Linked DNA regions of Sus scrofa: region 2 is linked to region 1. A link is a contact called in public Hi-C data. All regions are on one chromosome and are shown on one strand. Each heading gives the region's core, a stretch centred on a gene start, on an enhancer-like site or on the middle of the called end of the contact. The rest is flanking DNA. Distances are from core to core; before and after follow the strand shown. Region 1 holds the start of EPS15 (epidermal growth factor receptor substrate 15). Region 2 holds the start of RNF11 (RING finger protein 11).

What was found. A called contact is a pair of places that touch in the nucleus more often than the background predicts.
Region 2: a contact with region 1 is called in a Hi-C map of skeletal muscle, with 5 times the contacts expected there. The contact joins the promoter of RNF11 here to the promoter of EPS15 in region 1. A contact is called at or near these places in 3 of 47 Hi-C or Micro-C datasets (embryonic fibroblasts, heart right ventricle and skeletal muscle).

What each region holds. Positions count from the first base shown.
Region 1 is chr6:160,652,197-160,656,857 of Sscrofa11.1, forward strand. It overlaps EPS15 (epidermal growth factor receptor substrate 15), which reads left to right and starts at 1,699. Exons shown (of 24, transcript XM_021096667.1): 1 at 1,699-1,874. The coding sequence starts at 1,842.
Region 2 is chr6:160,908,712-160,913,864 of Sscrofa11.1, forward strand. RNF11 (RING finger protein 11) reads right to left here and starts at 3,002. Exons shown (of 3, transcript XM_003482086.4): 1 at 2,343-3,002. The coding sequence starts at 2,465.

The DNA.
Region 1 (4,661 bases), core at 449-2,948:
CCACACCAGATGTGAGCCAAGAATGCGACTACCCACAACTTACAGCAATGCTGGATCCTTAACCCACTGAGCGAACCCAGGGATCAAACCTGAAACCTCATGGTTCCTAGTCGATCGTTTCCACTGAGCCACATTGGGAACTCCCAAGCCAAGTCTTTATAGATTAGGATTTCAAGTAACTGGTTGGTTATTTCAAGTGAAGAAGGCAGCATAAGAAAGTGTAGTCTTGGAGTTCCTGTCGTGGCTCAGTGGTTAACGAATCCGACGAGGAACCATGAGGTTGAGGGTTCTATCCCTGGCCTTGCTCAGTGGGTTGAGGATCCGGCGTTGCCGTGAGCTGTGGTGTAGGTTGCAGACGCGTCTGGGATCCCATCTTCCTGTGGCTCTGGCGTAGGCCGTTGGCTATAGCTCCCACTGGACCTCTAGCCTGGGAAACTCCATATGCTGCGGGAGCAGCTCAAGAAATAGCAAAACAAACAAACAAAAAGAAAGTATAGGAGTTTCAGTCATGGCTCAGTGAAAAACGAATCTGACTAGTAACCATGAGGGTGCAAGTTTGACCCCTGACCTCGCTCAGCAGATTGAGCATCCAGTTTTGCCGTGAACTGCGGTGTGGTTCGCTGATGCGGCTCGGATCTGGCATTGCTGCAGCTGTGGCATAGGCCGGCAGCTGCAGCTCCGATTTGGCCCCTAGCCTGGGAACCTCCATATGCAGCAGGTGCAGCCCTAAAAAGAGACAAAGAAAGTGTAGTCTGTGTCATGTTTGACTTGGCAGGAATTAAGGCCTTATAATGAACACCTAACACATTCTATGTATCAGAAACAGTCCTTATCATTGAGGCTCCCAGTCGAGAGAGCAGACAGATGGAAACGGTCATCAGGGTGGTGACTTCATAACGTAGAGAAGAAGTGTTAAAAAGAGGAGTGTGTAGCTCCGACTTGCGGAGGTCGGGAGATGCTTTGCGAAGGACAGGACGTGATCCTTGAGTTGTTTCTGGAGAACGTAAGAGGAGTTTGTCAGGTGGACCCGGGGAGGATTTAGGAATGCGGCAGGCACCTGAGCAGCTCCCAGTGCTCATTTATGGAACAATCTGAGTGTGGGAGGCAGCAAGTGGGTCAGGAAAGCATTCTTTCCCCCTCCCAGGTAGACTCTAGCTCCCGGAGGGAATGACTTTAGAGTCTTCTTTGTTGGTATCACACTGTAATAGCAGGTGGTTAAATGAAAAGTTTTGGAGTCAGACGTGGATTCTACTTCACCAGCTATCGAACCAGCTTACGTGTGACACCTATTTGTGTTTCAGTTTCCTCACTTGTGCAATATATTTATGTCTCAGTCCCTTCATTTATACAATTAAAAAATAAAGCGTCTAACATAGATTCTGACATATATAAAGTGCTGTTATTTCTTATAAAGATCTCATTTAATCCTCACAAGCAATCTGGACTTTGGATATAATTTCCCCCTTTTTTCAGAAGCAGAAGCTTAGAGTTGGCAGGTGACTTGCTTAAAGTTCTCGGGACAATGGAGAGCGGCCTCTGCCTCTATCTTCACAGGCCGCCCACCTTCATTTCTTTACGGGCCGGGTTTTCTCCGGCGGCCCCAAGAGTAGGCTCCGGTCCGGTGGCAACAACTCCGGCGCCAGGATTTGGGGGCCGCCGCGGCCTGCGCCGGGCGGGCGGGGCCAGGCGGGGCGGGGCGGGCGAGAGGAGGGAAGTTGTCGAAGTTCGGGGAGACGCCCGCCTGCCCGGGCCTCGCCTCCGGCCGCTCCCTCCGCCTCCTCCTCCCCCGGAGACCCCGTCCGCTCGTCCTTCCTTCTCCTCCCGTGCATGATGGAAACACCATGGCTGCGGCGGCCCAGCTTTCCCTGACACAGGTAACGCGGCCCGCCCGTCCAGTGGGCTGGTCGGCCGGTGTCCCTGGCCCCCTCCCCCACTGCCCTGTGGTTCACCGACCCGGGCAGTTTCTCTCGGGCCCGGGCGGGCGGGCGGGGCGACCGAGACGGAGCGCGCGCGCGCGTGTCTGTGTGTGTGTGTGCGCGCGTGTGTGTGTGCGAGTGTGACGGGGGGAGGGCGCCATCCCGAGCCGGCAGCTTCGCGGCGGCTGCCCAGACCCCGCCCCGGCCAGTTTGCGCCCCGGCGCCGCCCCAGGCGGCGCCCACTCCCCTCGACCCCTCGGTGCCCCTCGCCCCGCTCGGTCGGTGCCCACCTCTCTCACTCCGGTCCGCCTTCACCCACCCAGGAAGTTTCCTCCTTCCAGGCCACACGCTCCCCAGGTGAGCTCCTGTTGAGCTCGCGCGGATCAGCCTCAGCCCCCCCGGCTCAGCCCCGGTCCCTCACGAGGCTCGCCTTCCCGAGCCGGACACCCAGGACCCCTCCGAGCCAGGCTTTCCTTTCTAAACCGGCCTTTTCCTGCTGGAGTCCGGCGATAGCCCTCTCTTCCCCAGTAGTTTCCTTAAGTCAGCTCTCTTCCAAATAAGTCTCATCCCACCGGAGCGCACGCACCCTTGCCCTGCTGGCCCCGTCCTGGGATTCAGCCTCTTCCCCTCCTGATCAGGTTTCGTGCGGCGTCAGATCCCCAGATTCAGTCTTTCCCTCAGTTGTGCTACCACTCCTACTCTGTGGGGTCAACATCGCTGTCCACGCGGATAACAGGGAGTCATCCTTTAACAGGTGTGATGGTTCCTCCAGTCTCGGTGCTGGGAACGACTTGCTCATCCTGGGGGAATCTTCACCAAAACCTGTTTTCAGGGTCTTTTCCTTGCCTTTCTGCTTCCTTCAGAGCCCAGTCCTCGTGCTTCCCGTAAAACTGCTCAACCTCACTCTCCCTGGGAGCCTCGTGCCCCCCTCTCTGTAAAGAAAGCTTGTTGTAATCTTTCCATGATGTACAGGATGATGAGGGGATGTGCACCTGTCAGTCCCTTTCCACTTTTTTGACCAAACCCACCCCAGCCTTACTTTTCAGCCTGCTTTCTCCCGAGTGAGCTGGTGGCTCTGCACCTCTGTGCTGGGGCCCATGCAAGCCTTCCTGCCTGCCCTGTAGTATTTCCCTGCCACCTTGTAGTCTCCTTGGCCTGGATTTGTCAGGGCTTCTAAGGCAAAACACGGGGATAGGTTATACATTTGGGCTGGAGAGTTTTCCGTGTTGGGAGCAAGAGACGTGGGGGCATTTTGCCAAGCATTCTAAGATAGACTGAGTGAAAAATATTCTCCCCAGGAACCAGGAATCACATTGTAAACACGTGCCTCAGGTAAAATAAAAATTAACTTCAGCTTGCAGGAATTATCAGCTTCATAAGTGAAGTGTGTTTATTTCCCACTCTGGTGTTGCTTATCCTATTTTGACAAGCACATAATGGGGAAGAATACTTGGAATGTGGGGATTTTGTCTTGGTGGCAAATCTCTTTGTAAGGGTATTCCTGAAATTTGAGAAATGGCAACATTGACTTTTGAGTGTTCACTTTTTTGGAGTGGGCGCTCACTTTTTAATAGTCTAGTTAGTGATACCCATTAAACAAGATCCTTTAGGCAGGCTGTTGCTGTCTGGCTCTGTTAGCCATTTCCAGCAGGAGTTTTCCTTTCCTGAAGATTTTGTTCTCCTGAGGACTTGTATAGATTTGCTTCCTAGTTTTGTGCTTACTTTATTCTCTTCCTGTAAGACTGTGTTTTTAGTTTCTATTTACTCTCATTCATCTCTGGATATTTTCTTCAGGCTCTGTCAGTTTTATAGACAGTTAAATAATTTAAGTATGTTCTTGCAGTTATATATTTAAATATTAACCTGTACACAGAGTAAATACTGAATCAGGAATATAATCCTTCAGTGTTTCACATATGAGAGAACAAACATTGATGGTTCATTTACATTGAAAATCTAAATAAATCAATTTAGAATATTTTGATTTTAAGACATTAAGAGAGAATAAGATATACTGTAAAGGCTCAGGAAAAAGAACCTTCCCAAATGTTAATATATTTGTTATAATGTGCCTCCTTGTTATTTAAAAACTTGGCTGATTTGTGTTTTTTGATTTTTTTATCTGCTTGAGGCAAATAATCTGAAATAACAATGCAACCTGGTTTCACATTCATTATTGATCTGTTTACTATCACACCAACCCCCACTCCACCCCCAGCACACACAGACATAGGTATGCTTCAGGGCAGGGACTTCTTTCACTTCATCTCTCTCCTTCACTGCCCATCTGGAAGAAAGTGATTAATAGCTGGAAAACCTAAAGGACTCTATGGCAGTTACAAAGATTAAACAGATGCTGGAGTTAGTTTCTGCCTCTAGTTATGAGATAATAATAGTTTTGGAATAAGTTCATTTATTCAGTATTTGTTAAGTTTTTAGTATGTGCTATGCACTCTGCTAGGATTGTCTATAATTTTCTGCCTTCATCAATTAAGCAAAACTGACAATTGGGGGAAAAACACATGAAAAATAATTTACTCTTTCCTTCCTCTTTCCCTTGCCTGCCAACCGGCCTTCCAACTCCTCCACCACCAGAATAAATTATCTAAATTATCATAGCCTAGCATCTAGACAGGATAGGATGCTAGAATAATGAAAACATTAGTTTCAGTCCCAGCTCTGCCAAGAGCGAACTATGTCATTGAGTTGTCTCCAGGGCCAGTTTTCTTAGCTTTAAAAGTCATT
Region 2 (5,153 bases), core at 1,752-4,251, 260 kb after region 1:
ACATTATTTTTGAAGAAAAAAAGTTCTGTTTAATGAAAATGTAAATCATTTACCTTGGATTGGTATTTCTTAGATCTTTTAGATCGTTTGAATTTACCGTTTTTAAATTTACCATTCCTTTAAGTAAGACAAAATTTTTTTCTACGAAAGTTTCTTTTTATGCTCCTGTCTTTTAAAGAAATTACTCCGTTCCAACTGATACTAAATTTGCATATCAGTATCTGGGTTATTCATTTCAAGAAGGGGCAACCACAAAAAACTCCCACTGTCACAAATAACATGTTTCAAAAAAAGTTTCTTCATGATACCAACAAAAACTCTACCTTATCCTCCTCGAATAGGCAAATACGATCTCCACAAATTCTAAAAAAGTTATCCTTAACACTGTATTACCATAAGGACATAAGAGAAAGAGGGCAGTAAGTCAAAGATATTTGACTTTCCTGGAAGGTGGCTAGGGAACACAGGAGATTTTGAAATAAATATCAAACATCTAAGAAAATATGCTTATGAAACTGAAATAAGCACAATGACCTATAGCATTTATGAAGAAAACCAAGAGTGAAATATAAACAATGTACTTGCTTCAAAGATTCAGAACAACATCCAGATTTATTTTGAATTTTTTAAGACTTCTCTTGTGAGAATTCTTTGGAAGAAATGGGTGTATAAACTTACAAAACTAATACTGAATTCAAATTCATTAATTCATTCATTGGGGACATTGTCTCTATTCTCAAAGGCTTACAGTCGTCATTTATTTCACAGTTACTGAGCCAGACGGTGGGCATACAACACACAGGAACCATGGGGACCCTACCTGCATGCAGCTTATACTGGAAGAGAGAAATGCCTCAAGAATGAGACACACATCTAACTAAACAAGGATAACACTTAAGTATTCTATATGCTGCTTATGGAAGTGTAGAGGGTTGTGGGGCGGGGGCACAAAGAAGGGAGTGATGGATTCAAGGTGTAAGGGAGGGGAATGTAGGGACTTCAGATACAGATGAGTTCTCAAAGAGGATCAGAGGTTCACCTGGCCGACCTTGGGGAAAGGGCTCCAAGCAGAGGAAGGAGCTAAGGCAGAGAGGTGTGAACAGACTGCTGTATTTGATAGGCCAGGAATATGAATGTGAAAAATAAACCATGGAGGTTTCTGTATGCCACAGTAAGACTGGACTTTACTGGTATATATGAAAGGTTTCCGAAGGGTTTTATTCAGGAAACTAGCATATGTGATCAGGTTTTTCTGGTGTGATGAGGCACTGATTTACATAGGTATGAGAAAAGAACAACACTAGATAATGATGTCACCACATGAAACAACAAAGGAGAAAACTAAACCCTGTTCAGGAAAAAAATTAAGGCACTTAACTATCCAAGTCCTTCTGGGAAAAAAGTTTTTAATCAACATCATTTAAAACTGAAAAACTAGACAAAAGGTTTATATATATACATAAATATTATGTATTATAGTATCTACGTATCTATTTTGAATTTTCTAAAGAGGTCTTTAGCTCTTTACTAATTGTGTAAAGACAGCTGAAGCTGCTGACTGCTGTGCAAAAGGCAATGAAGCTGTTTGGGAGAGAAGCCTTTGATACAAAGGGAGAACCACAAGTAAGAGAAGGTATTTCTCAAGTAAGGTTTAAAGGTTTCCAGAGTTCAAGATAATCACGTTCTATTAAGTCAGCGCGTTTAAAAGGTGTGTCATAGGGGTGGAGCAAAAGGATTAAGGATTAAAATTTTTAATTTACTATATATATAAACAAGTAATCCTTGGTGCTGCTCGAACCAAAAAAACTACCTGAAAATCTCCCGAGCTGAGGGAGAAATGAATGCTTACCAGATCCAATTAATCCTACCAGATCCAATTAATCCAAACAAGGTAGGGAGGAAAGGATGGTCACACTTGGAAGTATAAATGAGGTGGGGGTTAACCACCTATCCACAACCCATAATTCATCGCACCTGGCGATGCGATGTGGCAATCGTCTCCAAACCTCACAGTTCAGACTCCACGACTCAGACATAAAGGCAGGAAAATGTCACTTCCAAACTCCACAAGCTAACCACTAGCCACCGGCCAAGGGGACATAATCATATATCCGAATTTCAGAACTCAAGGACAGAAGTACCATCCCCACATCGAGGTGAAAGAGTCCCCCTATTTCTGGAAGTGAAGAGCAGTCGCCCTCAAATTCAGTCCTAAGCGTGTCAGTGCCCCTGAGGCCAGGTCTTACCGAAACCAAGGGCAGTGACAGCCCGAAGCCCCCACGACCTCGGCCAGAGCTGCCTCTGCTCCTCGCACCCCCCTTCCCCACACACACCCTCCGTACCTGATATGGCGGCGGCGGCTCCTGATCCGGCTCCGTCCCCTCGCCAAAGCTAGCCCGGTCGGACTGAGACTCGTGAAGCAGGGAGATGTCATCTGAAGTGGGGGATTTGAGGCAGTTCCCCATCTTCTGGGGTTGGGGTGTGTGATCTAGGGGAGGAAGAAAGCAGCGGCGGGGTCCTTCGCACGCTCTGCGGTCAGCCCCGGTCAGCGACGTGGGGTCGAGTGGCAGGCCGGGGCTCAGGCGGCAGCGGCTCCCCCGCCCCCCGGCGCCGCCGAAGGGCCGCTCATGCCAGCCCCCGGGGTTGGGGGCTTAAGGCTGGGCCGCGGGCTCGGCTGGGGTCGCGGCGGTTGCCTCCTACGAGGCGGCGGCTGCCTCCTACGAGGCGGCGGCGGCGGCGGCGGCGGCGGGGGGGGGGGGGGGCGGGGAGACGAAGAACTTCCCCACCCCGCCCCCCCGCGGGGCGGCGGCGGCCACGAAGCTGTTGGGCCTAATCCAGGTCAGGAGGGGGGGGCGCGGCCGTCGCGGCTCCCTCAGCTGCTGCCTCAGCTGCTGCTGCCCCCGCCGACGCCGGAGCCGCAGCCGCGGGCCTCATCCTACACCGCCTCAAAGCGGCGGCGGCGGCCAGAACGAGGCCAGCTGCGGCCCTGCGTCACGCCGCCGTGCGTGCCCTGGTCCCGCCCCCGGCGTTGGGAGGTGTAGGCGGCGCCGGCCCCGCCTACCCGGTTCCCAACAGCTGTTCCCCGGGCTGCGTCAGTCTCTGCTTCTCCGACAATTAGCTGGGGACCGAAACCTCTGAAAGCTCTCTTGGGTCTCCTTGCCTCCCCACATCCACTGCTCCCTCCCCGCTTGCCTCACTTCACACCTGTACGCTGTTTTGTCAGTCTTCTCACGACCTTCTGCCTAGTTATCTATTTATGAACCCGTATTTGAATGGATCACTCCCATTATTAACATATTAAAAGGTTTACCATTTATCCCTTCAAATAAAGTCCAGACTCATTAAGGAAACTTTCCTAGCTCCCCAATCGCTTCCTGATCCTCCTATATCACAGCCAGAAAGATTCTTCTTCCAACTATACTAACTGAATGCTCTATTTCTTTTTTTTTTTTTTCCCACTGTACAGCAAGGGGGTCAGGTTATCCTTACATGTATACATTACAATTAGGTTTTTTCCCCCACCCTTTGTTCTGTTGCAACATGAGTATCTAGACATAGTTCTTGAATGCTCTATTTCTTTCCATTCCCACCACCATAGTACAAGTTACCATCATATTTCTATTGTTGTACTTGGAACCCTTCCCCCTGCATTCACCATTGCCCCTATTCAATCCACTATTTGTTCAGTCCAGTTTTCTTTTTAAAATGTAAAGCTGATGTCCCTAGGGGGAATTTAAACTTTTTAAAATCTTCAATGGCTTCCCAATGCTGTTATGGCTAAGCATTAATTCTTAAATGGTTTACAAATCTGGCTACCTCCTCGATCTCATTAGACATTGTTCCCTGACATATTCTACACTCTAGGATGCCTAAATAAAGTAGTCCAGTTATCTAGAAGGGATAACTTTTACCTTTTAAAAGTTAAAACGCTAAGGCTTTACCCACACTGTTTCTCTGACAGAAACTCACTTCCGCCCACTTCTGACCTTATACCTCCCATCAAGCTAAACATTATCCCCACTTGTCCTTCCTGGACTCAACTTTGGTTCCACTGGGAAGCCTCTCCTAATCGTGGAGTCTGGTTGCCTAGTTGCCTCTCCCTGAGCTTTTCTCTATTACAGTCTGATCAAGCTGAATCATCTGTCTCTCCTCTGTGCAGGGCCTGGCACATTGCTTAAGGGAGAGTAGTCTCTCTTCTTAGTTGAATGAACCAAGAGCCCAAGAAGCAATGTATGTAAAGGAAAGAAATAAGAAGGATGAGAATGTTCCTAATGGTTATTCATTCGACAAGAAGACAAAAAGTGAGTCTTGACTCTCTTTCCTTTCATTCATCATTTACTGATTTTTTTTCTTTTTCTTTTTCACACTAGACCCTATACTAGGCACTAGGGAAACATAGCTTGTTCTTGATGGAGCCCAGAGTCCAGCTGGAAAGAAAAGTAAACAGACAAGTTCTTTTGCCACCCTCATCAAAGGTTTTGGGAGGAGAGATGATAGAAAGAAAGATAGATAGATATAAAGTCATAATTTCCATTTATTAGCCTGGGCACTGAAAGGTTTGTATTGACATTCCTGTTTTACAGGAATAGAAACATGGCTTCACATGGCTATTGAGGGGTAGAGCCAGGATTTGAATTATATACCAGTTACCTTTATTATACGCCAGTTGTGGAAAGGAACTACATCTTTTTTCATCCTGATATTCCTTTCTCAGAGTATAAAAACAGGGGAATGGGGGAAGACTTATCTTGAAAAAATGCCTTTGGCATCCACATATATGTTTGTAAGGAAGTAGCTATACAATAATCTTTCTTCGTAAGCCAGAGGGTTTTTTTTTCTTTTCTTTTTCTTTATTCTTTTTTTAATTCCTTACTGGAGCATATGGAAGTTCCTGGGCCAGGGACTGAATCTGAGCTGCATCTGCACCAGATCCGTAACCCACTTGCTGGGGATCGAATCTGTACCTCCACAGCGACTTAAGCTGCTACAGTCAGATTCTTAATCCACTGTGCCACAGGAGGAACGCCAAGAACTAATTTTAAATGGAAAAAGTAACAAGAATATTGAAGTGACAAAGATTTTCCAAGACCCAACTCTAGACAAGCTCCCTAAGCCCTCAAGGCCCTAACCTTGGGTTCTGTCCTTGGCCCACT